Linked DNA regions of Mus musculus: regions 2, 3, 4, 5, 6 and 7 are each linked to region 1. The links are chromatin contacts, called in public ChIA-PET, HiChIP or PLAC-seq and promoter capture Hi-C maps. All regions are on one chromosome and are shown on one strand. The core of a region is the stretch at or near the end of the contact, and the rest is flanking DNA. Distances in the headings are between cores, read along the strand shown. Region 1 holds the start of Xdh (xanthine dehydrogenase). Region 2 holds the start of Birc6 (baculoviral IAP repeat-containing 6). Region 3 holds the start of Yipf4 (Yip1 domain family, member 4). Region 4 has its middle 21 kb from the start of Gm23649. Region 5 has its middle 51 kb from the start of E330032C10Rik. Region 6 holds the start of Lclat1 (lysocardiolipin acyltransferase 1). Region 7 has its middle 12 kb from the start of E330032C10Rik.

Region 1 (3,348 bases), core at 391-2,890:
GAGTTTTCCCTGGGACTGTGGGGGAAAGGCAGAGCTCATGAAGATGAGTCACTGAACAGAACACCAGTCCATCATAGGAGTGTGAGGAACAGGGAGTTAACAAAACACACCTTAGGTTCAGCCTTAGTCCCTCTCCCCACCCTTTCCCTTCCAGGTCACCACATCTCTGCCTCTACTTGATTGACATGTTAGGTTGGACAACTCTTTATTGTGAAGGATTATCCTGGGCTTGGGATGGTTAGTTCCATTTCCTGGTCTCAGAAGCATCATAATCATCATCATCATCATCATCATCATCATCATCATCATCATCATCATCTTCAACAACAGCCCTACCAGGCATGTCACTAACATCCCCAGACAGCCAAACTGCCCATTTCGTAAGGAATTTGATTCCGGGTAGCAAGTACTGTTTTATGATGACCAGAATATCCTGGACCGAGAAACTTGAAGGGATTTGGTGCATAAGTCTAAGGGTAAACTGGGATATCAATTGACCGACAAATAAGTTCATTCTTGGTTCCGTCAGGGCTGTGCCAGCAAAGGGGCGTTGTGTTGATGATGTGACTGTCCCAGGAGTCCTGTTTCCCAAAATGTTGTTGCTGCACCAGGCTCATCTGACCATGCACTTTTCTTCCTTTTCTGTGGTCTTCCAGGACGATGACACATGTGTCCCTGTAGGTTGGCTGAGTGATTGAGTGACTGCAGGGCTGGGGAAGGACAGAGTGCCTGCTGATGTGAAGATGGGTGGAATGGAGTGGTGGGAGGTGGAGCAAGGAGAGCCCACGAGTGTTGTCTGAGTGGATGCTGTGCATAGGCATTTACACCAGAAGCTAATGGTCCTTGATGGAGCTGGGGGCTCTCAGCTCTATTAACAGACTGTGGTGGGTGTTGTTGTATTAGCTTATTTTATTTACTTGGTGCTTGTAATATGTTTTGGTGTATGAGTTCCTCTGATAATTTGACAAGTTTTGTGAAATTCTGGAACATGATTTGTTATTGGGATTGTTCCTGTGACTGTTCAAAAGTGATTATTTCCATTCTCTGCAAGTTTATAAGGCACGCCCGAGAGACCTTTTGCTTTTCAGCTTTCTGCTTTTGGTGTCATCCTGATGTCCCTTTTCCAGGAAGAAACAGCTGAGTCCTGCAGGCGATAAGTGACAGGCTGTAGTCAAAGGTCAGGGTTTGAGTCTGGACATAAGGGTCTGTGTCTCTGACCTTCACATTCTGCCAGGCCCTGAGAGAGTGAGCTGTGCAGGCCAGTGGCGAGCCTGTGTCAGGGTGAGCCGGTTTGGGAAAATAACAAGTGTGAACGGGAAGAGAGTGAATCAGCCTCAGTGGCTGGCAAACTGCTCCTTCCCTGCTCTTCCTGGTATGGCAAGTGGGAGGAGGATGAAGCAGGTTTCACAAGGGCAGGTGCCCAGAATTCACAGTCATCTGGTGCCAAGATGCAGGCTTCCTTAATCTACGGCTGCACTTTCCTCTGTGCACTTTGACTAGGAGGACAGAGTAGGATCTGTGGATTGGCTGTCTGGTCCTTCCTGGATTGTGCAAACCTGTGACTCTTGCCAAGAGCTGTCCATGCCTGGAGCTGCTTCTTTCTCATTGGCTAACTTTGTTTCATTTTGCTGGGAGGCGTATCTTTCAAGTTGCAGGCAGTGATATCTACAAGCACCTCGCAGCAGCTCGGGGACTCCGGCCGTCACGATGACGAGGACAACGGTAGATGAGTTGGTCTTCTTTGTGAATGGCAAAAAGGTAAGTGGCAGTTGACCTTTGGTTTAGAGATTCTGCTGTCTGAAAGGGGACCTGTGTCACTTCTCTTGTGTGGACACTTTGATGTGTTCTGGTCTCATCTTACCCCTCAAAAGATATTGCTGTAGTTTGGTAACTTTAGAGCAAGATGAACACAGGCAAGACGCTCAGAGGGCAAAGGAGGAAGGGGAGGGAAGAGAGAGGGATGGCCACTCTATGCTAGAGGACACACTGGCTCAGAGGTGGGAAAAGGAACAGAGTCTAGGTGAGAGGAGGAGGCAACAGCACTTCCCTATTTCTGTGTTTCTTCTCTGTTTCTAGTGTTTCAGTGGCTCTCTTTAATACAAACAGCAGGAGGCGGGCACTTTTATGCTAATGCCGGAACATAAAACACACACAGCCACTGGTTCTGATATATGATCCTGTACATAGATTTAACTAGAGCTGATTTACTGTGCGGCAACATATACTGACACCTTGTGGCAAGCCATTATTGTCATTATTTTCATAAAGGACTCCTCCATCACCATCTCTCAGTTCTATATGTAAATATTGCAAACCCCTTAAACGGCACTTGTGAATGTAGGTAAAGTGGTATGGGGTCCACAAAATCCCTGATAGCCTGAGAATCTTTGCAAGGTCAACTCGGTGCAGGGAGAGAAGGAGCAAGCTAAGTGTATTGTTTCTGGCGTTGTTGGCCTCCCTTCAAGGTACTCCCAGCACTGCAGCTCCCCACTTGAGGTCACAGGAGAAGAACCCTCATTTCCCCCACTGTAACTGGCCACATGGACTTCATAAACCATGAGTGGGCCAAAGGCTTCCCCCCCTCCCCAAACAATTTTACTTGTTTTTTTATTTTGACACTTTTGTGTTGATTAAAGAGACTGAGTAATTTCTGAAGAAATTTGCAAGAATGGACATGTGATTTCAAGAATTCCTAAGGGCTTAGACTGCCAGCATCTGCTTGGCTAACTAGCACGCAAACTTTAGGAGTCATTTCAACACCAGTACGGTAAAGCCTGTGGATTCAGTGGGAGTGGCCCCATCCCTGGATCCCTGAATCTCTCTGATATATTGCTTTTGTGTGTGTGTGTGTGTGTGTGTGTTGGGCAAGCTTGGACCAAGACAAGGGCTAGGGTGAAATGCCTAAGCTGATGGTAGTAAGGCTTTTGAACTCAATCTTTTAAATGTCTTTTGTGCCCAATGGTTGCATCACAGAGGTGAGGAAACAGCTGTTAACTTGGCTCCCTGGAAATACTGTGCACACACAGACATCATCATCTTTGGGATGCTCATAAATGAATTTTTCCCAGTGAGCTAGTGGCAGGTTCAAAGTGTTCTGAAGGTCATATCTTGCTCTAAGGTCGGGTGTTGATTTATGTGTGACCCACAGTTCTTCTGGGGGGATAGCTTAGTGTCAGCCTCTGGTTCTAGAAAGGAGTGTTTTTGAGGTGAACTGGCTTGGCTGAAATTGCTTCTCCTTGCATTTTACTAGCACTGGAGAGAAGTGATTTTTAGATTTTTTTAGAGTGTAGCATCACACCAATCCCTTCTATTCCTGGGAGCTTCTGGTCCCGTCAGGTTATCCTGAGG
Region 2 (3,531 bases), core at 331-2,830, 580 kb before region 1:
GATACAATTTATCTCTGTGCATGAGTTTAAAACCCACTAATACATCAAATTCTAAATTTTAACCTTTAACGCCAAAATTAAGACACCATTCATCCACAAATGAAATGTCATCTCAGCAAATAACTTAGCTAGGGCTATCCCAAAACACTCCAGTATGTCCACTGAACGAGCTTTGACCTGGTACATCCTGAAAGTCCAATATGTGAACCAACGTCTCCACCACCCAAGTGCTCTCCTTCCAAGGTGGAGGAGACCCAGACATACTTACAACTACCAATCTCTAGCTCTCTATGCTAAAACAAGTTGAAAGGGCTTGAAGTTCCACCTAATTACAAGGGGCCTAGGCTTCTTGACACTGGAAGGAGGGAGCACTCAGAGCTAGAGGACCGATACTAACCTTTTTTTTTTCTTTTTTTTTTTTTTTTTTTTTTTTGCACTCTGCGAGTCCCATAGTCCAGCAAGCACAGTTCAGGCAGCTGGCCTTCCCTCTCCTACTGACCTCCCCATCCCAGTGCCCACTCCAGCCCGCCCCCTGTGCGAAAGCGCAACCCTCGGAGGTCCCCGCACCTACAGGACCAGACGACAACCGGCGGGCCGCTACTCGCCGGGAAAAGAGGGCAAGACAGCCGGCTTGGACGCTTCCCGCCCCTTGCCTCCGGCCACCCATCTCTCCCGCCACCGCCAAGACTGCCAGCCCTTCCCTCTGGTCCAGCCCGGAGCTAGCCCAAAATCTCGTCCAAGAGGCCAGCGAGGGCCCGGTCCTCACCAGCACCGACCTCCAAGGCCTCCACATCTCTCCCACAGGACCAGGCCGGTTCAGATGCAAAAGGCCCGAAAAGCAACTCGCAGCGCACCCCGCCAAACCGAGTTCCCGTCCCCAAAAGCTGCTGCTTTCCGAGTCCGAAGGTCCTCGGCCGTAGCTTCCGGGCCTCTCCGACCCTCCCGCTCCACGCTGTCCCTCCGAGGCCGATCCCGATCCCGGAGGCTGGGAGGCTTCCTCCACCAGCATCCCCACAACCCGTCTCCGCCCGCGGCCGGCCCAGCCCAGCCCCCGCCCGGCGTGCCGCGCTCACCGCTGAGCGCCGAGGCCTGAAGGGTGGCCCCGGACGTGCCGTCGATGACTTTGATGGTCCCGCGGCTGGTGACGGCCAGGATGGCGTTAAGCGCCGGGTGGTAGGAGAGGCTGTGCAGCCCGTCGGCGTCGCAGCGCATGCAGCCATCCCGCAGCACCAGCCACTCGGAGACCCCGGCCGCCCCCGCCCCTGCCGCCGCCGCCGCGGAGGAGCAGCTCGGGCCCGAGGCCTCCGCAGCCGCAGCCGCCATCTTCCGGCCTGCGCTCAGCACAATCACACTGGGAAGCCGCTCAGTGACAGTCCCGGGAGGTGCAGCACCACAGCCAGTCACCATCCGGGGCCAGGGGGCAAAGCGGAGCGCGTTAGCCGGAAGTGAAGTCAAGCGCCTGCACGCACAGGGAACGTCGCCCGCCAGGCCGGCCAGGCCAAGCGAGCTCGCAGGCTGGCGGGGGAGGGGAGAGAGGGCCGCACCAAAGGAGGGGCCGGAGCCCAGGGGGTGGAGCATGCGCGGGAGTGCCGATCTAGCCAGAGCAGAGGGAAGCTAATAAGGAACTTCCGAAGGCACAGAAAAGGCGGGGCAGGGGCGGGACCTGGCCTAGTAAGCATGCGCAGAAGAGCTCCCAGGGCCCGGTAGGCGGGCCTCAGAAGAAGAAGGGGGCGGGGCTGAAACTTTTTTTTTTCAAGCGCGGAGCATGCGTGGTAGGACTAGGCGCGTGCCACGCGCTGCTGCTCCAGCCAGCCCTGCGTCCTCAACGTCCCAGTTTCTTCCTTCGAGCCCCGGGAGTGGTATCGGCGGGAGTTCCGCCCTGCGCGTGGCAGGGAGGGTGGTGCTGGGCCCTGTGCATTTCCGCTAGGCAAACCCGAGCCCGCGCGACTTGTCTGGTACGCCCAGAGGCCCCTTCGTGGCCAGGGCGGCTGATTCCCAGCGGTTCCCAGCACGGGGCAGAGGAGGAGGGCGTTGCGGGGTGGAGGCGAGATCCGGAAGTAGGCCTCTATCATTGCACACTCTGACAAGCCTCTTCATTGGAACTGAACCTGATTTTTTTTTTACGACGCCTGCCCTAGTTTCAGATTTTTTTTACACTTGATCTTAGAAGACTGAGAAGCGATAGTTCCAAATCTTTTAATAAACAGACATGCTCATTAATGAGGTGCTGGACACATTACAGGTCAGCCTAGTGTAGCTCATTGCAAAGGATTTACATGATTTTTGGTGGGGTGTTGTGGATTGCCCTGGGGCTAATTATATTTGATGTCAATTCTGTTCTCCTGTGAGGAGTTGTGAACAAGGAATGAGTCAGCACTTAGGTGATTTCTTGTAAACCTTCCCACCTTAATTTGTAAAATAAAGGAAAGCTGATGATTGGGCAGAGAAAGGGAAAGTGGAGTGGAAAGAAAGGAAGGAGGTTTGAGACAGAGAAGGCAGAGGAGGAGGAAGAAGAAAAGCAGAACAGAAGAACATGGCCTGGAGAAAACGCAAGTTCTAAGTGGTCTCATAGATGTGGAAGATGGTAGTGTAGTGGTTGTAGATCTGCCCAATCTAGGCGCACAGCATGTATTCATACTAATTGTGTCGTGTTTTCATTGCCAGAGCATAATTGGGTTGGAGAGATTTGCTGTAACAGTGGAGTATCCTCCTTCGTTAGATTTGAAAGAACATCTTTCTTAAACTTTATGTTGAAACAGTTACTTGTCAGTCAGTCACTTGTAGTTACAGTGTAGCGGTGCCTGGGTGTGGTCTCGCATACCTAGAATCCCAGTCTGAAACAGTAATGCTAAGAATTCTGGGCAAGCCTGCGCTATTTAACAAGATCCTTTCCAAAAAAAAAAAACTTGAGGCAATAAAAAATTGTTTGGTGCCTGGTGATGGTGGCCCACGCCTTTCATCCCAGCACTTGGAGGCTGTTGCTACCAGAAGCTAGAGGTTGAATTCAGCAGTTGGTTTGGAACCCCATGCTGCTTACACAAGCTTCCCTCTCAAAATACGTCTTTATTTAAAGGACCGAAGTTGTTCAGGCTAGGACTGCCCTATACCACTACTCAAGAAATGAGTATCCTTTTTTTGGTCTTTCGAAACAGGGTTTCTCTGTGTAGCCCTGGCTATCCTGGAACTTACTTTGTAGACCAGGCTGGCTTCAAACTCAGAAATCCGCCTGCCTCTGCCTCCCAAGTGCGCCACCACACCCGGCATGAGTATCCTTCTTTAAACCACCAGCAATTATGTAGAAACTTTAAAGGCTACTATTTGAAACTGTTTTTAAAATCACTTTTGACCAAACTATCCTTTAATCAGACCTCTTCTGGTTAGCATGCCGATACAAATCAAGACACTGTCTTGTTGTTGGTAAGGGAATCCAGAAACTAGAATGCTACATTTAAACTAAGTGGACTTTAGTGGACACTACTAAGGAGAATTAAGCAACAGTTGTCTCTTAGTCTGTGTAACATTTTGTTTGTT
Region 3 (3,193 bases), core at 68-2,567, 540 kb before region 1:
GTTCCAGGACAGCCAGGGCTACACAGAGAAACCCTGTCTCGAAAAGACAAAAAAAAAAAAAAAGAAAGAAAGAAATCAGATTTCTGAGAAAACTCACGTTCATCTTTAAACTGAAATTTCTTTTCTACTTTGTTGAGACAGGGTTTCAGTATGTAACCCCGGCAGGCAGAGAACTTGATAACTGTGTAGTCTAAGCTGGCCTTTAATTCAGGTATCTCTCTGCCTCTGCTTTTCAAGTGCTGGGGTCGAAGGGGTTCATCACCAGGTATTTCCATGTCTATATCGAAATCAACTTGTTTTTTCATATTGGGCAGTCAAAAATCTGGTCCCTGGTAAGTAAATAAGATTAAATAAAAGCAAAATCCAAAACCAGGTTACAAGGAGTTGAACTAATGAGGGGTGGGGGAAATTTCCCACAGTAGAAACGTTTTTTGTTTTTTTTTTTTCTCCCTGTTTTTGTTGTTGTTTGTTTTGTTTTAAGCAAGCACAGTCGCTTGCTCCAAACAGTACAAGCCAAGTCTATAGACACTGTTGGGAACACTAAGTTGAATTCCTCAAGTTTCAAATGCTCCTGAATACAGTTTTTTGAACACTGGGACCAAACACTACAAACTGTGTGGACCCAGGGATCTGGGCAAGAAATCAAGTTCAATTAAAAATAAATAAATAAAAGCACGTCTCCTTTCAAGTAAGTTTTCCATAACCTGCCAAAAGTCACCTCAGTCGGGAAGGTTTTCCTATTAATAGCAGAGCCACACAGCCCCACTTTGTTCTCCCTTAGATCCCTCACTCTTTTGAGTAACTGCGGAGCGGAGTTCAGAAAGAACTCCTTCCACCAGATCGGCGGGTTCCCTGGTGAACCAGGACACCCGGGGACCCCAGCCCGCAGCGCCGGCGCCCCGCACCCTGCCTCGTCCCCAGAGGCCTCCGGGAAGGCCCAGGGAGCACAGGGGCGGAGTCCCCCAGCTCTGCCAACCCCCCGCCCCGGAGCCCCGGAGGTCAGCCTCGGCCTCACCTTCCGCGTCCGCCGAAGACACAAAGGTGAAGTCCCCGTTGGCAGGCGCATAGGCCGGGGGCGGGCCCGGAGGCTGCATCCCGCCGGCCTCGGTGCTGACGAGCGGCTGGGCCCGGGGCTCCGGGACGACCTGCTAAGGGGCGGCCTGCGAGCCAGGAGGCGCGGGCTCGGCCGAGGGAGGGGACGCGCGAGCTAAGCGCAGCCTCTGGCTGCCGACCAGGTCGCACCCGAGGCCAGCCGGTGGCGAGCACCCAAGCACCACGACGCCGGGGCCCTGACAGGACCATAACAGTGACAGCGCCGCCGGGATTGGCTGTTTGTAATCTGCTCGACTATTGGCTCCCGCGAGAAGATTCTGATTGGCTGTTTCTGTGTTGATTCCGGAAACCACTCCAACACCGGAAGTGGCCTCTGAAATCTCTGTTCCGCCCTCATCAGCTGTTTACTTAAATAATTCTGTCTACCTTTTTCCCTGTTTGAGTTTTTATAAACATATCTTCTTCGTTGTTGTTTAACACAATTTGAGAGCTTAGTCGTTTGATGGCTCACGCTTGTAATTCCCGGAACTCCTAGAGAGGCCGAGGCAGCATTGGCAAAAAAGTGAGGCCCTTTTTTTTTCAAAGGAAAAAAAAAAAAACAACACACACACACACACACAACACACACACAAACTACTTAAGTTTTAGGACTTCAACCCCTCATTTCCGACCACAAGATTCTGCCACAATAATTCTATATATTAATTATATAGGATGTTTACGAAATTATGTGTCGTGACAAAGCTTAGTCTCCTTATCAACAAAATTAAGAGGCCGGAGAATGGTCATTGTAAAGCTGTAAATTTCCACCTACGGTTTAAGTACTCTGGCCAAATTAATTTATGAAGAAGGCAGCAGTCCAGAAAGGATAAATTAGGGCAAAGAAGCCCTTGCTTTTTGCCTGCTGCTGATTTCATCTGTTCCCTAATAAACTACCCAAAGTTTGCAAATTCACCTACGTTTTTATTATTTCTTTAAGATTAATTTATTTATTTTATACAAGAGTACACCACCATTGCTCTCTTCAGACACACAGGAAGAGGGCATTGGATCCCGTGACAGATGGTTGTGAGCCACCATGTGATTGCTGGGAATTGAACTCAGGACCTCTGAAAGAGTATTCGGTGCTCTTAACCACTGAGCCATCTCTCCAGCCCGGTTTTTATTTTTAAAGGCTATGCGTGTGTGCTTGAGGGTATGTGTGTGTGCAGATGCCTGCAGAAGGCACAAGAGGGCTTCAGATCCTTCAGAACTGCGGTTCCTGCAGACACCCAATGCGGGTTCTGGGAACCCAAACTCAAGTCTCTACAAGAGAGCAAGAGCTCTTAACCTCTAAACCAACTTCCTAGTTACTCGTCTATGTTTATAATCTTAAATTTTGCTTTTCATTTTTCTAAACTTCTGTATATGTGTGTATGTTGGTAAACCGAGTGCCACCCACATTCCTTAGCCTGGTACTCCCCTAGCCCAGCTTTGTTAACAGCGACAGCAGCCATGTCATCACCAGCGGCCAAATTCAATTTATTTCCACTGTTACCACAGGTGGAGTAGTCTTCCTGTGTACATGTGCCATACCATTTATATAGGCCAAGCCTTCACAGCTTGCCACTGTGCATCAGAGGCAGCCTTTTGTATAACTACCCTCCAATACATCTCTCCAGTGAGGGGTTTTTTTTTTTTTTTTTTTTTTTTTAAGATTCAAGGTCATTATTTATTTGTTCCTCTTAAAGACTCATTTTTGACTGGACTCAGACTTAGAAGTAGAAGCTCTCAGAGAGGACAGCCTACGTCTCTTGGCAATCTGTTCCTGGCGCTTTTCTTTGGCTTCCTTCATTCTCTTGGCCAAAAGTTTAGCATATTCTGCAGCCTCCTCCTTGTTCTTCTTAGTGCGTTGCTTCTTCAGAGCAATACGTCGGCGTTTGTGTTGCAGGACGCGTGGAGTAACAAGACGCTGAATCTTGGGTGCTTTGGTCCTGGGCTTCTTACCTTCTTTGTTTAAGGGCTTCCTGACAACATACTGGCGGACATGATCTTCTTTGGAGAGATTAAAAAGCTTTCGGATTCTACTAGCTCTTTTAGGTCCCAGCCGATGAGGCACAGTAGTATTTGTCAGTCCAGGAATATCCTTCTCTCCTTTCTT
Region 4 (3,575 bases), core at 766-3,265, 980 kb after region 1:
TGCTTGTGAAGTAATTGAATTCAATCAACAATACAATTATTGGGCTCTGCCCACTGCTTACTATCTCAATCCTTGGCACAGAAATTCCAATAGTGTCTTCCCCTACCTCTTAGGGACTTAAACCAGCTTGTGACATTGTCTTCTCTAGGAATGGGCAGTCCTTCCAGAGACGCTTACATCCTCTTGATAACTTTTATGCATATTGTAGGGGAAAATGGTGTCTTGGGGGCAAACTGTGGACCCTCAGGGCCCAGCTTTCATTGGCTCAGATCCCACTGTTCATTGTCTTTGAGCTGTTTCACAATGGTCTATAAATGATAAGTAATAGATATGGAAATTGTGTCCTGTCTGATCTAATTAGCTGCCTCCTCCTTTGGGGAAAAACCAGTTTTGTTTCCATTTGAAATGCATCTCAACATTTCTTTACCCTACAGAAGTGTGTGTGTGTATGTGTGTGTGTGTGTGTGTGTGTGTGTGTGTGTGTGTGTGTGTGTGTTGGTTTCTCATTTGAACATCTGCCTGGCTTCCTGCTATCTAGAGTAAATACGTTCCTTAATGTGGGTATTTTTATTTTTGTATGCGAGTCATGATTTTTATCTCTTTCTGAAAATTATCTTTAATAGCATATTGTCTCCTCCAAACCTTGCCAAAGACTCTTTCTATTTTCAGCCCATAACTGAATGCTGTTGTCCATCATCAGCTCTGCTCTTTAGCTCCTTCTCTCTCTCTCTCTCTCTCTCTCTCTCTCTCTCTCTCTCTCTCTCATCTCTCCCTCCCCCCTTCCTCCTTTCCCTCCCTTCTGTTAAAGCAGCGCTCTTTACCCCAGACCTGGGCGAAATGTCTAACATATCCGGTTCCTGCTGGAAACCAAATGTTTTGAGGTTTGTTATGTTGGAAGTTTCAGCTACAGTCCTCAGGAACTGCAGCCTGGGCATGCTTTGGTATTTAGGATCACTTAAGGGCTGCCTGGTACATGTTGATGTGCAGACTGGAGGCCTGCGTCTTTCAGACAGGATGATGCTAATTATGTGGATCATTTAGCTCTTTGCTTTGATTTCTTTGTTGTTGTTGTTGTTTTCATTTTAAAATAGGATGCCAGATTAAACTGGAGGTCTGTTACCTTCAGTTAATACTTTCTCATTTTTCTCTTCTCTTCTTTTCTTTTTTTTTTTTAAATGAAGAACTACAACAGCCCCAAGTATGAATTTGCTAATATATTTAGGCCATCTTATTTAGGTGTGCATATATGTGTGACACACACAGAGAAAAAATAGAGGAAATGAGAGAAGGCCCCACCAGTTTGCAAAGTGTTTGAACCGTGATACTTCCTCAAGCCATCCCCTGTGCTTCAGAGCTGCTTCTCAGCTCCACACATCCCAGGGAAGAGACTGCCCCTGGGGACCGCCCATGGTGATAACTTTCCTGGGTCCCTAGGATAGGGCCTTTTTTTTTTTTTTTTTTGGAAACTCGTTCAAACTAATTAGAGATGTTTAATTATCTCTGTTAAATTCATAGCTAAGGGAAATAAGAGGGGGAAGTGAGTCACAGATGCTGAACTTTCAACTTTAAACATTTAACCCTTTCTCTACAGTGGTGTGGACAAAGTTCATTTTAACCTCGGCTCCCACCGAACACAAGAATCATGTCTTCTGCCAGAAAACATGTTGTTATATTGGAGAAAGGGGGAAATTATACGGGCATGGTTTGTGGAGGAGCGCCTTTGAAAACGGAGATAAAGGACAGCTATAGACCAAGACTAAACAGACCCTGTCTGGGCCTTAAGGAATTTTCTCTGGGTAGCTCAGAGAGGATTGAAGAGGTCATTTCTACATTCTATGAATGAAATTCTTTACTGAATTAATCATTAGGGAGAGCCGGACTTGATCCTAGACTAAAGGGAAATGGAGCTGTGATGCCATCTTGAAGCTTGCTTCCCACTATAAAAACACAGTGCATTAGAGACTGCCGTTTGCCAGGCTCTCAGAGGCCCAGATGGTGCACTCGCAAAGGAAATTCCTCTCTGAACAGGCAAGAGTCTGTGATGTCAGAGGCAAGAGAAATCCCCCTACCCAGGGCCTTAAAATTAGATACAGCCGAAGGACAAAATTACAATTTAGTTTAAAGATCTTAATCAGCTTTAGTTTCAACTCTAGAATCACATATTTCAAGCCATAAAACGGAATAAGAATGCCAGTGGTCTAAATAGAGGGGGGAGGTTTATAGCAGCAGAAGGCTAGAGAAAGGAAAACCAAAATGAAAAGAATGCATGGGAGGTGTTGCTCAAGTCAGGACATGCCCTGTAAAGGAGGCAGAGGGCAGTAACTCAAAAAGAGCTGATTGCCTGCATGCGTGTCTGTCTGTCTGTCTGTCTGTCTCTCTCTCTCTCTCTCTCTCTCTCTCTCTCTCTCTCTCTCTCTCTCTCTCTCTGTGTGTGTGTGTGTGTGTGTGTGTGTGTGTGTGTGTGTTTCCCGTGCAGAGGAAATTTATTGTCATGCCAGTTGAAAGGGGCCTGTTTGGGAAATCTGGTTAGTTTTCTTGCTCTTGATTGATTTCTCAGGTTTGCTAACAGCTAGTTTCAGTTTAAAGACAGAGACATTTAGCATGGGTGACTTTATCGAATGTGTGTGTGTGTCTAATCTAGTAGAGCCTAGTATGAGTGTTTGTTTTAAAAACAATGGTCACCAGTAATATTTTCTTAACATCGCTGACTCTTTTTAAAACCCAACAGATAGCCAAGCAGCGTGGTGGTCCCGGCCCCACCTCTTCCTCCAGTCAGTCCATGAGTGACCCAAAAAGGGGAGTTGAGAACTCCAGGCCCCTGGAAACCCTACTATGGTTTTCTATGAGATGACAACATTTGCCCAGAATCAAACAGAAGGCCATTTGGGACACCCAGGGTCACTTTTGACACCCCCTTTCTCCTCTTGCTCTGCCCATGTCATGCACCATTGACCCGGCCCAACTATTCCACCCTCTGGAAACTGGCTACCACTGAACTGCAAGCTTCTCTCTTTGACTGAATAGATGAATGGCAGACCCTGTTCTGTGTCTGTCTGCCCTCTCCTTTTTTCCTTCTCATGCTACAAGAATGGTTTTAAGTGTAAATCTTAGTCATGTCACTTTCTTGCTTAAAAGTCCTTGATAGCACCTTGCTCCCTGCACCAGTGATGACAAAAGTCAGCCTGCTTAATGGTTGGTTTTGGTCCTACCTTAAAGGCTTGAAAGCCAGTCTTGAAAGATCACATTACCCCAAGTACCTTAATTGAATCCTAGAGCAACATTTAAAGGCAATTTACAGAAGACTCGTCGAGCCTTGAACAGTGGTGAAATTCATATTACCTGTCACTCAATAAAAGCGATCAGAGCCAAAGAACTAGGAAGATAAATTTAATTTAGAAATAAATGCAGATAGGAACAAGATAATAGAAGTAACAGAGTATTTTTTAAAGATGCAAGTATGAACCATAAGATAAAGAAAAGAGATGGCAACAAGCAGGAGAAGAAAATACACATGAATTAAAAAAAGAAGGAAGGGCCAAATCAAACTTCTAAAGATTAAAGGAGTGCTTCTGGTA
Region 5 (3,423 bases), core at 382-2,881, 650 kb after region 1:
GGCAGAGGAGGAAAAGAAGGCTGGTTCTCGGACGTGCACAGGCTGGAGTCTCTAGCCACAGGCAGCGGTGCCCATCCTTTTGACGCTGGGGCATGCCATCATCATCTGCAAATGGGTTTGGATACATTGGTTGTTCTCCCACATGCTGCATATGGGACATACCTAGAACTCTGTATCCTTCGATCTGAAACCACAAAATGTCCTCAGAGAACAACTCCGAGTAACTCTGGGCCACCGAAGAACTGCCTGCGTGCAAAGTTGGCGAACACATGGATGCTTCTTTGGTTTTGCGGCTGTGTTGACTCCATAGCTGCTGGGTTATAAGGTGCGACAAGAGAAACAATACTGCCTTTGGGAAGTAGATTTCAGTCCAGGCTGATATACCTATCCATTTTCTGCACCCAGAACATTATTGCAATTCCCTAAGAAGACATAACTTTCTTCAGTGTTGGGAGAATGGTCCTGGATTAAGCAGAATGTGGTGAAATACTGCCCCCTGGTGGTCATAGTTGCTGCTTCAACTCTTCTACCTTCTAAGGTTCCTGGGCCAGCAAGTGTCCAGTGGTCTTTATGAGGACCGTAACCTGGGTATCATCCGAGTTGCCACAGCCAAATATACAACCCTGTGTCCTTCCTAACGTTTCCTTCACTGCCATCTCACGGTTGTCCCAAAGAGGGGGCTAGAATGCTGCAGCTGTCCACTTCTGGGTGGCTCCTGTATGACACACAGAACCATCATCTTCCCACAAAACTATAGGCTCATGCTTTAGAGCAGAAGGCACTGAAGCAGGAGGAGAAAATACACACATTCAGACAACTTGGTGTAACTTGCTTGCACCCGCAGGACCCTCTTGGGCCTGATCATGAATGTATATACCACTTCCACTTGATAATAGATTATTTGTGGACCTGTCCCCATAATCTTTGAATCCACTGTCCCTTTTATGCCCCCAGAAAGAGTCTTGGAAAAGAGCTCTTGACCAAAGAGAGGAAAATCGCCTGCTCCCGACCTATGCTGCCCCTGAGACACACACTGTTTGGGTCTATCACATGCCATGGTATCTTATGTCTATATATGTTTCCAGCTCAGGGCAGCAACAAAGATCAGAGCATACACTGATTGCTCTGTGAATGGTAAGAGCAGAGTTGATGGAGCACAGTGGAAAACAAGGAACATGGTGGCTTAGACAGCCTTAACCCAGAACCACCCAGCCTAAGGCTCAGGTCTGCTCTGCCTCTATTGGGCGATGTCCTAGGGGGAAGGCTTTCTCTGTCTGGGCCCCTTCTCCGAAAAGTAAGACTGATACAAGGACCTCTAAGGTCTATTCTATACATCAGGGTTGGGGAACAAGTTCCTAAGAGTCTAAGCAGCAACTAGCACGGAAGGCAGCATTTAATCACCATGAAAAAGACCCACTGGTTCACTAACAGCCCTAGCGACTCACACTGTCCGGGGCAGTATGCGGGACCGCGCTCTCTCCACACAGCATGGGAGCAGATGCGTCTCTCTCTACCTTGGATGTTTATCGGCATGAAAATGAACAACCTCTTCCACCTACCTGGAGTTAGCCATCATCCCTGGACAGATGCTGGTGAGACAGTGACACCTAGTGGCGAACCTACCAATAACTGTCCAGCCCCACAGCGGGCCCTGCAGGCAAAGAGCCTGCCAGAAGTCTGCTCCGGGCTGTGGTTAACCAAGAGCAGTAACTCACAATGTGAGCATTGGAGGCTGAAGTGGGTCCCTTAAAGTTATGCCTCAGTCTGGCCCTAATTAGTTTCTTCAATTAGTTTGACATGGCCCTTGAAGCCTTCACTTGTTCCCCAAGTCTAATACGGAGTTCTTACCAGATAGGAGTAGCCCAAAGCCCAATAAAGGAATCCTGGATTTCACCTATGTCATTTCTGTCCGCCCCCATCCCCGTATGGCTGTGTAACAGATCAGGCCACTGACTCAGATACTGCATGCAAAGACTTCAGTTCACCCCCAAATGCCATTGTCTGCAGAGGGAAAACAGTAGACACTCGTGGGATAAGGTTTTCCCTAGACGGCAGCAGAGGTCTGTACAGGAGTAACCCGTCCGACACCCCGCCCCCCACCCGGAAGGAAGTGGTAATTGGCTCAGACTGAGGATACAAATTCTAGAGTCGCCATAGCCTCTGATGGTGCGTGGCCACTTTCTCTTATGAAATCATGTTTAGCACCAACCTTCTAAAGGTGAGAGCTGGAGTACTGCCATTTCAAAACACCTGCTATGTCACACCCACAACTTAAATAGGGAAAGCTAACTCACATGCACATGCAATTACCAAGAATAAAAGGCAGTTATTTTCTTTAAAGGATTGACGTTGGGGCCCAGGAGGCTTCCTGCTGGGTACTGGAGACACTCACTGGAGATGGGACCTGGAACTCCCTTGTGCTGTTGGCTACGACACTAAGCCTTGAGATGCCTCGCTATCTCCATCTAGTGGTGATGATGAACATTACACCAGTGGGGAAAGGAGACACAAGCCAAGAATTTCAAAGTCGGCGGGCACTGAAGATTTTGAGTTGAGAGGCAATGCTTGGCTCTGTGTTTTGTATGTCTCTAGTGAATTATAAGTCTTTGAAGTAAAGATTACCATCCATTCTAACACTGGGAAAATAACACTAAAAGCTAAGAGAAGTAACTTGAGATGAGCATGCAATTAGTAATTGCTGAGCTGGTATTTAAACTGATATATGTGTGGATCTGGAGTGTATTTCCACACCCAGCCAGCAGTACCTCTGCCTATAAAGTATTTGGGGCAGTAACTTTTTAAAAATTCTTGAACAACTGATGAGTGAGTTTTATTTCATCCCTTCCGGTCCTTCCAGCTCAGGCTCTCTCTCTCTATCTCTCTCTCTCTCTCTCTCTATCCCTATCTCTATCTCTATCTCTATCTCTATCTCTATCTCTATCTCTATCTCTATCTCTATCTCTATCTCTATCTCTATCTCTATCTCTCTCTGGAAAGACAGACCATGAGGCAGTTATCCTATGGGGGCAACGGCACTGAAAACAGACTCACTGGGGGACTTTGTGAAGGCTATCCTGGGCCTGCTCCAGACAGTCTTGTGATAGACCTGGAGTGCTGGTGGAAGCCTGGACACCCTCTGAAGTCACTGCTGTTCCCCGGGGGAAGATCATTGTCCCTAGCTTAGAAGTGGCAGTGAAGCATTGCCTAGTGATTGCAGGAGGGGAAGATGTCAGGCACCTCACAGGAAAACCAAAAGTGACGCCTGGTGTCGGCAGAGGAAATCTAATAGTGGCTGAAGTCCTGCTTCATGAGTTGTAGTAATGCCTCTAACAAACGCAAACTGGTTGCTGTTTGTCAGGCTGCTGGACGAGAGAACTGGGCTTTGAGACCCCCCCCCCCCCGGCCTCTGTCTGGCAGCCCCAT
Region 6 (3,493 bases), core at 808-3,307, 840 kb after region 1:
ACCAGTACCCCGGAACTCTTGACTCTAGCTGCATATGTATCAAAAGATGGCCTAGTCGGCCATCACTGGAAAGAGAGGCCCATTGGACACACAAACTTTATATACCCCAGTACAGGGGAACACCAAGGCCAAAAAAATGGGAATGGGTGGGTAGGGAAGTGGGGGGGGAGTAGGGGGGACTTTTGGGATAGCATTGGAAATGTAATTGAGGAAAATACATAATAATAAAAAAGAAAGAAAGAAAGAAGAAGAAGCAGAAGCAGCAGCCACCTAGTTACCACTACATATAACCTCAATCCTAGGCCAAACTGACTCTATCTCCCCAGATTCAGTTTGAAAGAGTCCCTCCTAACGTATGCAGGAGCCAACCTCTTTAGACCTGGTGGGAACATTTGCTCAAATTAAAGCCACGTGGAAACCACAGTGCAAGATACTCGGGGCACCCCTGAGACAGAAGCTATTAGGACTGAAGCTAAGTGCTCTGTGTCTTTTCAATTCCTTTACTAAATCAAAAACACCTAAGTCTAAGGCCTGGCGTGATAGCTCAATGGTTTAAAGCACTTACTCCTCTTTTAAGGGAGCAGGGTTGGGTTCCCCACACCCACATTAGGTGACTCAAAAACCATCTGAAACTCCAGCTCCAGTGTCACCACACTGTGTGGTGAATATAAACTCATGCAGCCTCGCATACACAAATACAAATTTTTTAATACATGAATTTTGCAAAGTCTTTCATCAAAATAGTATTTTAAAAAGTAGCCCATCCAACTCTTTAAACTTTTTGTGACAGGGGGTTTCTTTCCCGAAACACGTGATGGGTATGAATGGGAAGCATTTTATCTTGGTAAGGCCTTCACCAATTTCTTTTTCAATACTTTCCTTGGACTTAACTGAATGTAAAACTCAGCTCTGTCTACATCCAATCAGAGGCGACTAAGCCTTCAGGCAAGAACCAGGAAACAAAACAGCTCCACAACCACAAAGAAACACCTTATGCCTTGTCTTTATTGCTTCTGGTCAAACATAATCTTAGATGTTAAGATACAACTTGAGAAGCCGGGCGTGGTGGAGCACGCCTTTAATCACAGCATTTCGGAGGCAGAGGCAGATTTCTGAGTTTGAGGCCAGCCTGGTCTACATAGTGATACAAAGTGACAGCCAGGACTATACAGAGAAACACTGTCTCGAAAAAAAAAACAAAAACAAAAACAAACAAAAAAAGAACAACAAAAAAGATACAACCTGAGAGACCAAACCTGCCAGGTGGGCGTGGTGAAGCACGCCTGTTATCGCACCAATACAAGGGCAGAGGCAAGGACCATGAGAGGCCAGCCCTTAGCTAGAGCGAATGCCAATAAAAAGGAAAATTGGACTCGAAGTCAGCCTTCAATGTGGCCTATCGTTCTTTCTGTGGCACTGCCACCTAGACCTAGGGCACACCTCTGTCACCTGCAAGAAACAAACTGCTTGAACCCTGAAAAACTCTCTTGTGGGCCGTTCACGTGGCGACCCCTGGAAAGCCTTGTGCTCCTGGAATCTGGACCCTGACACACCGTAGGCGGTGTAGGGGGACCCGGCAGCTCCCGGGTTTCACCGAGGTGTGGTGTGGACAGGAAGGTGAGCACAGAAGGGGCACCCGACGCTCCTCGCCCCCGCATCCTGATCAGCTCTGGAGGCTTCGGCCTCCCTCCCAAGAGCCGATCGCCCTAAGCCCTCCACCCAATTCCCGCCAGTGTCCGTCCCCCAGGGCCCACCCGAGGAGGCCTGCTCCGGGGAAAAGCCGCCGAGCCGCAGCTCTCCATCCGCCCACTCGGGAAAAAAAAATCCCTTGGCTGCCGCCATGTTCCCGCGCCGAAGCCCACACCTGACACCGCGGGCCGCGCACCTGGGACACACCGGGGGAAACGCGCGACGTCGCGGGGACACTGGGGCGAGACAGCGACTCCACGGGGGTCACAACCTGGGAGAAGAACCCGCCGCTAATTCATCCCGAAGCGGGGAGGCGTCGAGCCCCGTCGCCTTAGTAATGCGTCCCTCCGGGCTCCACCCTGATTGGCTCCTGGCGCAGTGACGCAAGGCGTCTCCGGCTGCGTGGGAAGCCCTTGAACCGGGCGCTCCGCCCCTGCTCCGCAGTGGGGAGAGACCCCGGGCGTCGTCTAAGCTCCTTTAAAGGAACCGCGCCCCAGATCAGTGTGGCCAGGCGCAGATGCCTGCCAAAGCTGGTAGGGGTAGAGGAGCAAGAAACCAAAAATGAGAACTCAAGCGGTGGTCTCCGGGGAATCTAGTGGTTGCGTAGGGGGATGGCAAAGCTAGAGCACTCATTTGCAAGCCTAACGTTTACGTCAGGAATCAAAGGGCAATTTAGTATCCAGCCAATTCTAGAGCCTGAGTTTCTGCTGGCACAAAACTCAAGACACCTTCAACGCCTGAGGTTACCTCATGGAAAATAAATCGGAGGCAATCATTTACAACTCTTACTTTCTTGCCTCATGTAAAGAGCAAATGATCACGCAGTCAGTTCTAGAGCCAGGTTCCTGATGGTGTAAAACTAAACGCACCTTCATTCAACCCCTAAAGTTGCAGGATGGAAAACGCAGAGACACTAAATGACAAGCGTTATTTTCTTGCCCCAAGTCAAAAAGCAACTCCAGGTTCTGTGGTGCGCAACTGTTGCTAATTCGCAGTGTTTGCTCAAGTCTCAACGTTTCCTCTTCTGGATGGCCCAATCAGTTTTTATGTTGCTGTCGGGTTTTTGTCGTTGTTGTTGTTGTTGTTTGGTTTTTTGGGTTTTTTTTTTTTTTCTGTTTGTTGGTTTTTTTGGTTTTTTTTTTTTTTTCTGTTTGTTGGTTTTTTGGGTTTTTTTTTTTTTTTTTAAGTTTGGTTTGGTTTGGTTTGGTTTTGTAGGACACTCTTTTGGAAAGGTCTTTGTGCCTTTCTACAGTGTTGGATCTGGCTCCAAACCTACCAGACTAAGCACCTGGATGCTAGAGACTGGTTAATTTAACCTCTTTGCGTTTCCCCTGCACAATACCTTCTTGCTGACTTTTAACAGATAATAGACATCTTTAAAAATATGAAATGTCCACACATAGCCGACAGAGCCTTTCAACAGCTTTTCATTTATGTTTATTCATTTAATCTGTTTATTTAACATGAAACAGAGAGAAATGAATTTTTAAGTTCAGGGTAGCCTTGTGTGGTAGTACATGCCTGTAGTCCCAGCAGTCCCCATAACAGAGCCAGGAGACTGCCTCTGCAAGACTCTAAATTTTAAAAAACAAATGCAAGGTGCCTTCGCGCTCAGAGCCAGCGTTACCTCTCCTTTACCTTTATTCAATACTTAAGTGTTTGAGATGTGCCACAATTGTATTAGAAAACAGAAAATACAACGAAGGAAAAAAAGCAGCACAAAAATGCAGTTATCCCTCAGAGGTTGAACGGACCTCACTTTTGTCTCTAAACTCAAGAGTTCTGGGAAAATCTTAGGAATTTT
Region 7 (3,234 bases), core at 546-3,045, 690 kb after region 1:
CCTCCTCTTATGCACCCTCACCCTGGACAATGAGCTGAGGAAGACAGGGCCCCTCTGTGGTGCAGACTATCTAGCCAGCATCCCATGGTTGGCTGATGCTTATGTTGTAACTGGCTCAAACTCTATGACAAAATTTTACAGTTTTGTTACACACTAAGTTTGGTTACAGTTTGTTATGCGGGAACTCAGAGTTCAGGGGCCACTTCGGGCCAAATTCAAGTTAACAGAATACAAAAGAGATGGACTTATAAAAGCAAGCCTGTACCCTAGTTTTCTAACCATCAGGTCAAAGCTCCTCCAACATACCTAATGCTCTGCCTGTAGCCTCCTTGGCCAAAGACTGGGAAGTTTACGTAGTGCTCAGATCTATAGTTGGGGAAAGGGCAGGAAAGCGAGGCTCTGGATTTATGCCACCAGGGAGATTACCCATCACTGGTGTAAGGGATGAAAAGAGACTCTGCACTATGGAGATCCTAACCTTCTCACTGTGACAACCTGGCACACGCACAGTTCTGGCTTACCCACAGTTCTAGCTCTAATAACCTCTGATTTGTCACCTAGCTTAGGCCTCAATGTAGTTTCCAGTAATCTGGGGTTCTCATTCAGCACACACTCACTTCCGCCACCACCCCTGCCTACTTCTAAGTGCTCAATCCCATCTGGCTACGCTGCAGATGCTACTGATCTAAAATATGACATGGCACCCATGAGAGGAGCTAGCCAGCACCTCCAAACCTAAGTGTGGGTCAGAGGACTAGCACCTGGGGTACAAAATCAAGCCTGTGTAGACAGACACAAACTATGTTTTCTGTGTTACCGAGTGAATGAGAGAGGAGAATGGGAGGGGGGCTGTAGCTCAGTGGTAGAGCACGTGGTTAGCAGGTATGAAGTCCTAGGTTCAATCCCCAGCACTGCAGAGAGTGGGCGCTCGGGAGGAAGAGACAAGAGAGTCAGAAGTTCAAGGTTATCCTGACCGCATAGTGAGTTTGAAGACAGACTGGGCTACTTGAAAATCTCTCTCTCTGTCTCTCTCTCTGTCTGTCTGTCTCTCTGTGTGTCTGTCTCTCTCTGTGTGTCTCTGTTTCTCTCTCTCTCTCTCTCTCTCTCTCTCTCTCTCTCTCTCTCTCTGTGCAATATATATTATACATATATACACATATATATGTGAAGGGAACAGGGGCAAGGAAGATGATAAGGTAATCAACCATTCCAGTCCTCAGTCTCCATCTTCAGGAAGTAAGCTCTACTATTAATGTATCACATATCCTTAGTCTTCCAAAGTTATTGTGTATACAGAATAGAATGAATATATATATATATATGTATGTATATATATATATATATGTGTGTGTATGTGTGTGTGTGTGTGTGTGTGTGTGTATACTCGTAGACTGTATTAAACTTCAATCCCAAGGGGAGAGACTCATTCACTTGCTTATTCAATTGTTCTTTCAGATGGACTTGACATCAAGGAAAAGATGGCAAAGTCTAGCCCAGTGCCTACATCCACAGCCTGGGGGCAGATGAAGGTAACTATTGACAACCACATAAGTGACAATAGTATAACCTGAGACTTGGTGAGGAAAAACTGGTGAATGTCTGATCTGTAAAGGCCCATTTAAATAACAGCCACACCCATCATTGTTAAGGACCAGCTATCAGCAAGCTTGGCCCTGAGACCTGTCTCTGGACATGGTCTCTGCGGGGTTTCTAAGCTGCTTCTCCCTACGCACTGGAGATGTGGTGTGACTCACATTCCTCCACCATCTGCGGAAGAGGCTCACATGACTCAGCCTCCGCCCACTCTCTCTGTCACTCAAAGGTGCTACAGCGTAACCACACACAAAATCATTCCCGGTGACTCAGGCAGAAAGACAGCACCACGGCCTGGCTGACTGCCACTCAGTGTCTGAGGCATGGTAGAGGTTTCTCTGGCTTTTCAGATGACTTATCTTCCAGGAGATGTGTGAGTCTGCAGAAGGCTTTGTCGGTCTGAGATGCTAACACAAAACCACCACTGAATGGGAAGTGAACAGCATTGTTAGTCTCCACACAACTAAGAACAGGTATATCTAAGCACAAGGCTGATAGAGCCTGTGGCCAGTGTCTTCTTGCTATGTCCTCCAATGGCTGAAGAGCTAGGGAACACTCGGTGTCTTGATGTTTTGTTTGATTGTCTGAAATAAAGTCTTGCTTTGTAGCTCAAGCTGGCCTTGAACTCACCATCTTCCTGCATTGGCCTCTTAGATGTTGAGTTCACAAGTGTATGCCATTAGCCCAGCAAGTGTATGCCATTAGCCTAGCAAGTATATGTCATTAGCCCAGCAAGTGCATGCCATTAGCCCAGCAAGTGTATGCCATTAGCCCAGCAAGTGTATGCCATTAGCCCAGCAAGTGTATGCCATTAGCCCAGCTTCATAGTGTTTCTTTTATTCGATTATTTTTAAATACTTTTTGCTTCTTTAAAAAAAAAACAAAACAAACAAACAAAAAAAACCTGTATTATTTGGTAGGAGTGGTGGTCAGGGAGGCATGTGCACACACAACACAGTGCACATGTGGAGGTCAGAGGGCAAATTGCAAGCACTGTGTGAGTTCTGGGATTGAACTCAGATCATCAGATTTGGCAGCAAGCATATGTGCTAGATGAGCCATCTTTCCTCGTCCTTACTGTTTCTCTTCTAAGGCACTAATCTTATTTATAGGGGCTTACTCCTTCATGACCTAAGAATCTCCTCAAAGCTTCAACTTTAAATAGCATCACCACAGGGGTTAGAATTTTAATGCATGGACTTAGGGGCAACACAAACCATTGGGTTACAGCAGGCATCCTTACAAGCAAACCACAATTGGCTCCTGGGAGTGGGAGGTGAGCTTTGGGGGTGGGTGGGGGCAGGGAGGAAGCTCAGCTCCATTCATTCCATCTTAAACAGAATCCTCACCGACTACACACATAGGGAATCCCAGATCTGTGTCTGGTTCTCTGACATGCCAAAGGCTGGGCTGGTGCACCCCTGCGTCTACTGGAAGCTGTCTGAGCCCAATCAGCTCAACACATAGCTGGGCACAGCACCCCCTCTTCTCCCTGAGCTCAGCTCTACCCTCTGCCTCAGTTTCCCTGAATGGTCACACCTGCTGCTCTAAACCCTCATCTGGATATCCTGAAATTTATTTTGCCTCTTCCTTCTTACCTTCGTTGTGGTCGGCAATGGGAATTCTTCAATGTCCCCCAAC

Evidence for each region. Promoter capture Hi-C pulls out the DNA fragments that hold promoters and counts their contacts. ChIA-PET counts read pairs in DNA pulled down with a chosen protein or histone mark. HiChIP or PLAC-seq counts read pairs in DNA pulled down with a chosen protein or histone mark.
Region 2: an RNA polymerase II ChIA-PET map of memory CD8 T cells shows a contact between it and region 1, with 23 read pairs. The contact joins the promoter of Birc6 here to the promoter of Xdh in region 1. A contact is called at or near these places in 2 of 39 promoter capture datasets (3T3-L1-derived adipocytes and liver) and 3 of 115 datasets of contacts at active chromatin or transcription factors (effector CD8 T cells, memory CD8 T cells and pancreatic cancer cells).
Region 3: a promoter capture Hi-C map of neutrophils shows a contact between it and region 1. The contact joins the promoter of Yipf4 here to the promoter of Xdh in region 1. A contact is called at or near these places in 1 of 39 promoter capture datasets (neutrophils), 1 of 115 datasets of contacts at active chromatin or transcription factors (memory CD8 T cells) and 1 of 9 other capture datasets (adipose tissue).
Region 4: a contact with region 1 is called in an H3K27ac HiChIP or PLAC-seq map of the NIH/3T3 cell line, with 4 times the contacts expected there. The contact joins the enhancer-like site here to the promoter of Xdh in region 1. A contact is called at or near these places in 2 of 39 promoter capture datasets (the 3T3-L1 cell line and hippocampal neurons), 1 of 484 Hi-C or Micro-C datasets (bone marrow-derived macrophages) and 2 of 115 datasets of contacts at active chromatin or transcription factors (the NIH/3T3 cell line and pancreatic cancer cells).
Region 5: an RNA polymerase II ChIA-PET map of memory CD8 T cells shows a contact between it and region 1, with 10 read pairs. The contact joins the enhancer-like site here to the promoter of Xdh in region 1. A contact is called at or near these places in 5 of 39 promoter capture datasets (the 3T3-L1 cell line, the C10 cell line, hippocampal neurons and 2 more), 3 of 484 Hi-C or Micro-C datasets (brown adipocytes, cortical neurons and myocytes), 3 of 115 datasets of contacts at active chromatin or transcription factors (the NIH/3T3 cell line, memory CD8 T cells and regulatory T cells) and 1 of 9 other capture datasets (liver).
Region 6: an RNA polymerase II ChIA-PET map of memory CD8 T cells shows a contact between it and region 1, with 11 read pairs. The contact joins the promoter of Lclat1 here to the promoter of Xdh in region 1. A contact is called at or near these places in 2 of 39 promoter capture datasets (the 3T3-L1 cell line and embryonic stem cells) and 1 of 115 datasets of contacts at active chromatin or transcription factors (memory CD8 T cells).
Region 7: an RNA polymerase II ChIA-PET map of memory CD8 T cells shows a contact between it and region 1, with 20 read pairs. The contact joins the enhancer-like site here to the promoter of Xdh in region 1. A contact is called at or near these places in 2 of 39 promoter capture datasets (the 3T3-L1 cell line and embryonic stem cells), 2 of 115 datasets of contacts at active chromatin or transcription factors (astrocytes and memory CD8 T cells) and 1 of 9 other capture datasets (adipose tissue).

Annotation. Positions count from the first base shown.
Region 1 is chr17:73,948,488-73,951,835 of GRCm38.p6, reverse strand. It overlaps Xdh (xanthine dehydrogenase), which reads left to right and starts at 1,640. Exons shown (of 36, transcript NM_011723.3): 1 at 1,640-1,758. The coding sequence starts at 1,708.
Region 2 is chr17:74,526,344-74,529,874 of GRCm38.p6, reverse strand. Birc6 (baculoviral IAP repeat-containing 6) reads right to left here and starts at 1,580. Exons shown (of 73, transcript NM_007566.3): 1 at 1,074-1,580. The coding sequence starts at 1,407. It overlaps Gm31645 (a long non-coding RNA gene), which reads left to right and starts at 1,675. Exons shown (of 3, transcript XR_385765.4): 1 at 1,675-2,242.
Region 3 is chr17:74,487,617-74,490,809 of GRCm38.p6, reverse strand. Yipf4 (Yip1 domain family, member 4) reads right to left here and starts at 1,317. Exons shown (of 6, transcript NM_026417.4): 1 at 1,016-1,317. The coding sequence starts at 1,094. It also overlaps the pseudogene Gm6476.
Region 4 is chr17:72,964,876-72,968,450 of GRCm38.p6, reverse strand. No RefSeq gene overlaps it. Among named protein-coding and RNA genes, the nearest start is that of Gm23649, 21 kb to the left of the region's middle. Within about 2 kb of position 2,015, at least 106 of the 459 cell types and tissues checked have an H3K27ac peak or open chromatin away from gene starts, as enhancers often do. A contact at or near this core is called in bone marrow-derived macrophages, where this site is marked.
Region 5 is chr17:73,300,494-73,303,916 of GRCm38.p6, reverse strand. No RefSeq gene overlaps it. Among named protein-coding and RNA genes, the nearest start is that of E330032C10Rik, 51 kb to the right of the region's middle. Within about 2 kb of position 1,631, at least 51 of the 459 cell types and tissues checked have an H3K27ac peak or open chromatin away from gene starts, as enhancers often do. A contact at or near this core is called in memory CD8 T cells, pre-B cells and regulatory T cells, where this site is marked.
Region 6 is chr17:73,106,549-73,110,041 of GRCm38.p6, reverse strand. It overlaps Lclat1 (lysocardiolipin acyltransferase 1), which reads right to left and starts at 2,057. Exons shown (of 6, transcript NM_001177967.1): 1 at 1,886-2,057.
Region 7 is chr17:73,261,847-73,265,080 of GRCm38.p6, reverse strand. No RefSeq gene overlaps it. Among named protein-coding and RNA genes, the nearest start is that of E330032C10Rik, 12 kb to the right of the region's middle. Within about 2 kb of position 1,795, at least 170 of the 459 cell types and tissues checked have an H3K27ac peak or open chromatin away from gene starts, as enhancers often do. A contact at or near this core is called in memory CD8 T cells, where this site is marked.